Regions from separate parts of the Mus musculus genome. Here region 1 is linked to region 2. A link is a contact called in public HiChIP or PLAC-seq data. All regions are on one chromosome and are shown on one strand. Each heading gives the region's core, a stretch centred on a gene start, on an enhancer-like site or on the middle of the called end of the contact. The rest is flanking DNA. Distances are from core to core; before and after follow the strand shown. Region 1 has its middle 120 kb from the start of Gm24614. Region 2 has its middle 130 kb from the start of 1700010I02Rik.

Region 1 (3,511 bases), core at 448-2,947, 220 kb before region 2:
ATAGATACTTAGAACTATAGATAGCTGAGTTACACCCATACACACGTATTTACAATGGTCTAGGGGAAAGGTGGACTATACAATAGACTAAAATAGGAACTATGGCAAGGGCACAAAGCCCTTGACCCTGGCTTCTAAGATTAAGTGAATCTTAGGTGAAGCTCTTATTGATCCCAGTTGTTAACAGTGAATTCTATCCCAGGTGGTTCCTGTTAGACCATCTGTGTTTGCATTCCTCTGTTTTATGTAAAATCCAGTAACCTCTTTGTACCTTGCAGGTGTGTCACCCAACTTCCTTATTTTCCTCTGTATAAAAAGTTTGATGCTTGATTTGACAAATTACATTCAGATTCTACACAACCTCTCCTGTGTGCATCTGTCTGTCATTCCATCTGATGCTTTGCCCACCTGCCCCAGAGACCCGTTCCACGCAAAGGGGCCCAGAGGGTCTGCAGCATATGTGTACGTGTGTGTGTGTGTGTGTGTGTGTGTGTGTGTGTGTGTGTGTGTGTGTGTGTGTGTTTTACAACAGTGTGCAAGTTTTGCAGTCAACCTCTGCAAGTAAGCACATGTGATCACCTAAGAGACTAGTCTTTGGAATCAACTGATCAAAGTATGAAGTTTGACTTGTTTAGAAAATCTATTTAACCTGCTTCTTCTCTAGATTTTCTTTTTGTAAAGGATGCTATACAATTATTATTTCCTGAAATTGTGTGGATTAAGTGAAATGAGAGTTTCAAAGTATTAAAAAGCTCCTGACTAATCAATTGATTAGGTGGTACAGCACTATTATTAAAAACAGTGAACAACTAAGATTCTTTTCTAGAATGACTTCCCATAAAATCCTTTTGTACAAAACCTCCTGGTGTTGGTGGTAGTGGTAGTGGTAGTGGTAGTGGTAGTGGTAGTGGGTAGTGGTAGTGGTAGTAATGGCAGTGGAAATATTGATTAAGAGTTGCTGGAAGCAATGAGGATTTAAAAGTACAATAAGGTAACATAAATATGATGATGTGAAAAGGTTGTTTAGACAGTGTCTAAGCAGAAATTTTTTTCTTTCCCACAACGTAGTTACTTCTTCCCTTAAGCAATACACACTGCAGCATTCAGTATGAGTCATACCTATAGAGTATGTGCAATAATAACAATGTACTTGCAGGTCTCAACATGAGTAGAGAAACGAAAGATCAAGATATACAACTTAATATGAATAATAATTAAAGAGAAAGCAAAACTATTTTGCCAGAAGCAAAGCATCCCTGACTCAGTGTTATAGGCAGTAAGGGTCACCTCAGGACACAGAGCATCATGGCGTGAGAACGGAGACAAAAACAATGACTCAGAATGAAAGCTATAAGATGAATCAGTCCACAAGGTTCAGAGTTTTAATAAAGAGATGTGAGCTATAATTGATGAGCAGTTAAGGAAAACAATATTGCTCAAGCCATGATGTAGATTACACTTTTCTCAAGTGGTTATTTTCTGTATTTAAAATCTCAAAGTAAAAATTCTGCAGTCTTTTGAGTGAGATATACGATTACATTTCTCTTTGTCTTTCACTGCTCCTTTCTAGCTGGAGAAACAGATTCTTTTTACAGACATCGCATCCTATAAAACACCTAATAAGTTGAAATGTTGTAAAACAAACACCTAACCCACTGATTCAGCACACATTCCTTTCGCTCATCGAGTACTTCTTTTGTGAGCAGTCAATAGGTTTCTAAGGATGAGAATAGCATTTGTCTTGGGTCAGCTTCAGTCTCCTGCTAGTTTGAGAGCATTTTTGTCATAACCATACAGTTTTTTTTTTTAAGCTAACTTATACTTCTCTCCTGTATGACAACTATGAAAACTTAGGTCTCATGAAATCCTTTTCACTGAATGGTGCCAAAAGCATACCTGCTGAAGGAATACTATCAGTGAGCTAGAGAGAAATTGAGTAAAACTAGGAGGCCTTAACTGGAGAGGAAAGATCAATACAGAAGACAGAGGTGAGTAAAATAACACCAGGGATGTCTGAAAAGAGCCAAAAGGAATCACATTACTATTTATTTACCCAAATCACACTCAATAGATATAAATCTATGTGTGCACATATACGTATATGTGCTTTAAATTGTGTTATCCAACTTGGGCTGAAAATGCTCCCCTAAAGAACATAGACTAACAGCAATAGCAACAACACCAACAACTCAGTATCTATTATGAGAAACCTCCTTTTTGTCCAAGAGATTCTCAGAACAATATGAACTGTTGCTGCTGTTACACTTGATTGCCTCCTAGGGGTTGAAAATATGTCCTATTGATTAAAACACTCTGGACATAAGACCTAGAGGATTCATGTTGAATCTGACCTAAATAATCCAGTCCTAAAGACTAAAATCTGTAATACTAGTAGGGGTTATGCAAGCTTCCAAAGTGGGAAGGGGGACAATAATCCTACCCTGCTGTGCATCACAATGATGAACAATACGATAGGATATCACTAAACATCTAATAGGGATATGCTAAGAGGACTAAAATTAAGAGCTCTCTTATTGAACTTAAGGCTCACTTAATTGTGCTGATGAGGTCATTGATCTTAGAGCAGAACCTACTATCACCACTTTATCGAAACAGAAACAGAATAATTTCTAGCTGTGTTCTAAATATTTATCCTTATATCTACAGGTAAGTACAGTTTTTGTCTATCCACAAAGAAAGTTTTATTTATAGATGGAGACAATAACAGAAAGCTATAACCAGTCAGAATGCAGAGAACAAATAATAATGGGGCAACTGATACATGTACAACAGAGTTTCTGAATATAAGGCTCACGGGACAAGGTAAAATAGGACAGAAATATTGTAAAATCCAGAGGACTAGTCAATATTCTGTTTCTAAGAAATTACACAGAGGCATCACTCATGATAGACACCTCAGCAACACACTGCCTAAAAAAAGACACAAATAAGTACACCACAAACAGTCATATAAAAGCAGAAATCTTACAGGGCCCTATCCCTAGATAAAGAGTCATAGGTACCCAAGGATTATTGAGAGAGGGAGAAGTAGTGTGGTGGATTGAATAGGAACAGAAAATATCATCCTGATTGAGGTAACCCAGGGACAAAAGAACACACATGGTATGCACTCACTGATTAGAGAATATTAACTCAAAAAGCTCAGAATACCTGATACAACCCACAGACCATATAAAGCTCAAGAAGGAAGACCAAAGTGTGGGTGCTTCAGTCCTTCTATAAAGGTGGAACAAAATACTCATGGAAGGTAGAAGGTGGGAGGGACTTGCAAGGAAGAGAATAGAGGGAGGGGAAAAAGGGGGTTCAGGTCAGGTATTAGAAGAGACTGGGATGATATACAGAGGGTCAGGAATTTGAACAGAGGTGTGTAGCAATGGGGAATGGGGAGCTGGGGGTAGCCACTAGCAAGTCCTAGATGCCAGGGAAGCAAGAGGGTTCCAGGACCCAAACAGGGATGAGATTAGCTGAAATGCACAACAAAGGGGAGGGA
Region 2 (3,815 bases), core at 479-2,978:
CTTCAAGTCTCTAAAGAAAGAAATTGAAGAAGATCTCAGAAGATGGAAAGATCTCCCATGCTCATGGATCGGCAGGATTAATATAGTAAAAATGGCTATCCTACCGAAAGCAATCTATAGATTCAATGATATCCCCATCAAAATTCCAACTCAATTCTTCACTGAGATAGAAAGGGCAATTTGCAAATTCATCTGGAAAAAATAAAAAACCTAGGATAGCAAAAACTCTTCTCAACAATAAAAGAACCTCTGGTGGAATCACCATTCCTGACATTAATCTGTACTACAGAGCAATTGTGATAAAAACTGCATGGTACTGGCACAGTGACTGACTGGTAGATCAATGGAATAGAAGTGAAGACCCAGAAATGAATCCACACAGCTATGGTCACTTGATCTTTGACAACGGAGCTAAAACCATCCAGTGGAAAAAAGACAGCATTTTCAACAAATGGTGCTGGCACAACTGGTGGTTATCATGTAGAAGAATTCGAATGGATCCATTCTTATCTCCTTGTACAAAGCTCAAGTCTAAGTGGATCAAAGACCTCCACATAAGACCAGAGACACTGAAATTAATAGAGGAGAAGGTTAGAAAAGCCTCGAAGATATGGATACAGGGAAAAAAATTCCTAATCAGAACAGCAATGGCTTGCACTGTAAGATTACAAATTGACAAATGGGACCTCATAACATTGCAAAGTTTCTGCAAGGCAAAAGACACTGTCAATAAGACAAAAAGGCCACCAATAGATTGGGAAAGGATCTTTACCAATCCTAAATCTGATAGGGGACTAATATTCAATATATACAAATAACTCAAGAAGCTGGACTCTAGAAATTCAAATAACCTCATTAAAAAATGGGATTCAGAGCTAAACACAGAATTCTCAACTGAGGAATACCAAATGGCTGAGAAACAACTGAAAAAATGTTCAGCATCCTTAATCATCAGGGAAATGCAAATCAAAACAACTCTGAGATTCCACCTCACACCAGTCAGAATGGGTAAGATCAAAAATTCAGGTGACAGCAGATGCTGGCAAGGATGTGGAGAAAGAAGAACATTCCTCCACTGCTGATGGGATTGGGCTAAATTTCTACTTCGTGAGTAACCACATGTAAAGCTGAGAATGGATTAGATCATCAGCAAAAATATGCAGTGAGAAAAGGCAAGGCTCATGCTGGTGGTTTGACTCACCCCTATCAGTGATGTGAGAAGACTGATAAATCTTGGAAGCTAACAAAGTTAAAGGAAGAAGGTATGTGATGAGTGCAGCGAGGGCAAAGCTACCAGGACACTGTGCTTCTTACACATTTCTCTGAGAGTCTTAAAGAGAAAACAAACCAGAACAAAAACAAAAAAGCTGAAACACTGTACAGGAAGATCACATCAATGAGGATGATTTCGTTGCCATGGTGAATACAATTATTCTGGTTGGAAAAAAAATGAGAAGGAAGAAAAACAAAAAGGTTAATTCTTAGATTGGTTTGAAAAAGTAGGTTGTGATAAAAATGTATCTAAAGGAAGATTTTGGTTACCTGAATAGGAAAGATTTGTGTATGTTTAAAGGAAGCCAATGCAAAGGCCAAATATGTAGATGAAGTTAGGGATTATTCTGGTTTAGTGTGGTAAGGCTTCTAAGATCTCCTCCATAAGGTTACTAGCCTGCAGAGTTGGCTAGGTTTCCAGTATACCACATGCTTTTTCTCTTAATAAGTCTGGTATAATTAGAAAAAGCCGTTGGTTACCACCAAAGTATTCATCATACTATTGCACCCTGAGGCCACTGCATTATTCCGGTTGTTGAAGTATGTCACTGGCATCATAGTTAGGTAGAATATTGTTTGCTTCCCTTCTTTGGAGGAAGCATTCATATCTCTTTCTGGTACAAGGATGAAAGTATTCAAGTCACGTTCACCTGTGGGTCTTTGAGCCCTTTGTATAAAGTGTGTGGCATCTTCAGCATAGGAATTAACTTTCCAAGTCTTGAGGCAACCTGGAGCAATAGAAACAACCTATCATGTTTTGAGAGTCTCTCGGAGACTCAACAACTCAACAGCAGGATTTTTATGCCTGGTGTTGGTTACTTTGCTAGATTGTCAATGGCTTTTGGTGGTAGTATTATTATCCCCAATGTGAAATTTTCATTTAAATTATGTGTGTATATTTACACACTGTTTTACATCATTGGTATTTTTAGGTAGTTAATAGTATAATTCCTTATGACTTTTCACACAGTCATTTGGTTATTTTATCTAACTCGATCCTTTTGTATAATAGTCCCTTTCCCTCTTTAATTAAAGAATGCTTAATGTTCCTATTTCCCTCATCAGATAAGTTGTTCACTTCTATTCCTGCCCCTCCATGTTTATCTCTCCTCCCTACCATGGTACCTTTTAATTTTCTGGCTTCTGAAGTTACTTGAGAATATGTAGTCATATCTGAAAGTTTGGAATTAGGAACAAGAAAGCCACAAGTATCAAAAATGCAAAGTTGTGGTACTCTTTCCCAACTGATGTAACTTCAACACAACTTCTCCATCTAAGGCGTATGGATCACTGCTGAAGAATGAATGGAGACTATAAAAGCCTGAGAAACAGAGACTATGATACTTTTTAAACAGTAAGATTTGACCTTGTGAGATTGTGTCTTCTAGAAATGTCAGAATCTGTATCCTGAAGTCTCACCACAATGGCTGCCTAAACAAGGAGGCAAACAATAGAGTTGCTAATGTCAAAGGAGGAACACTCACAAGATCTCCAGCCTAGAAAAGAATGATAGACAACCAAGGAATTTTGAGAGTTAGAGTAAGTATAGTTACTTCTAGGGAAGAAACAGGATTTGATTATACAACGTCAATTGGTCAGCCCTGAAAACCTACATGCACAGAACATTATAGGGACTAAACAGGTTGTACTTACATTTTCAGGAGTGTGTGTGTGTGTGTGTGTGTGTGTGTGTGTGTGTATAACAACAAAATCAAAGCGGGCTGTGACTTTGATAGAAAGCAAGGATAAGGGTATATGGAAGGGTTTAAAGAGATTAAAATCAACGGGAAATGGTGCAATTATGATTTAGAAAAATAAGCCCCTTTCTAAAAACTGATGAAACTTAAATTCATATGATAGAATAAATGCTTATTGTCTGCATTAAAAATACTCAAACTTATCATTTAATCAATAGCAATGAGGCTCTAGTTATCTGTGGTATATCATGGTTTTAAAATGTTCCATTTACAATCTGATTTTTTTTTTTCTGTATAACACCGTTAGCTCATATTGCTTGTAAATCTCCACAGACAGGACATTCCTGAACTCTTCGACACTGGGTATCCTGCACTCACAGAGTACCTGAAAACAAAAAGCATTTAATAAGAACTTATTGAAAAGTAATTGAATATCCATCAGCTAAGAGCATGAAGTCCCCCAATGATTAAGTTCCTGGCTAAGTTTATGTAGTCATTAGGGGCAATGTGGGGTCTTCTGAGTCCACCCCTGACTGAATTTCTACTTTACGTTTTAAGGTTATTAGCAATAAAATTCAGTCAAATCTAATTCCAGTTGGCTATTCTTTTTGAAAGGTTTTAAAGTCAACCTAGCAGCCACTTTGTATTGGAAGCCTTAATTTACATATAACTGACTTGTGGTCATCATTGCAGGGAGGGCTCATCATACTTTTGCAAATACGGAAATCACTAAGCACAAGTACTTTGTAGATTTTAGTGAAATTAATTAAAACTAATAAGCTCATCCAATATACCCTAACTAAAAAATTGTTTAAGGCACCATCTGTAACAAATAAGACTTAAATA

Evidence for each region. HiChIP or PLAC-seq counts read pairs in DNA pulled down with a chosen protein or histone mark.
Region 1: a contact with region 2 is called in a CTCF HiChIP or PLAC-seq map of the NIH/3T3 cell line, with 10 read pairs. The contact joins two enhancer-like sites. A contact is called at or near these places in 1 of 15 datasets of contacts at CTCF or cohesin (the NIH/3T3 cell line) and 1 of 115 datasets of contacts at active chromatin or transcription factors (embryonic fibroblasts).

Annotation. Positions count from the first base shown.
Region 1 is chr3:8,305,302-8,308,812 of GRCm38.p6, reverse strand. No RefSeq gene overlaps it. Among named protein-coding and RNA genes, the nearest start is that of Gm24614, 120 kb to the left of the region's middle. Within about 2 kb of position 1,697, at least 20 of the 459 cell types and tissues checked have an H3K27ac peak or open chromatin away from gene starts, as enhancers often do. A contact at or near this core is called in the NIH/3T3 cell line and embryonic fibroblasts, where this site is marked.
Region 2 is chr3:8,082,299-8,086,113 of GRCm38.p6, reverse strand. No RefSeq gene overlaps it. Among named protein-coding and RNA genes, the nearest start is that of 1700010I02Rik, 130 kb to the right of the region's middle. Within about 2 kb of position 1,728, at least 10 of the 459 cell types and tissues checked have an H3K27ac peak or open chromatin away from gene starts, as enhancers often do. A contact at or near this core is called in the NIH/3T3 cell line and embryonic fibroblasts, where this site is marked.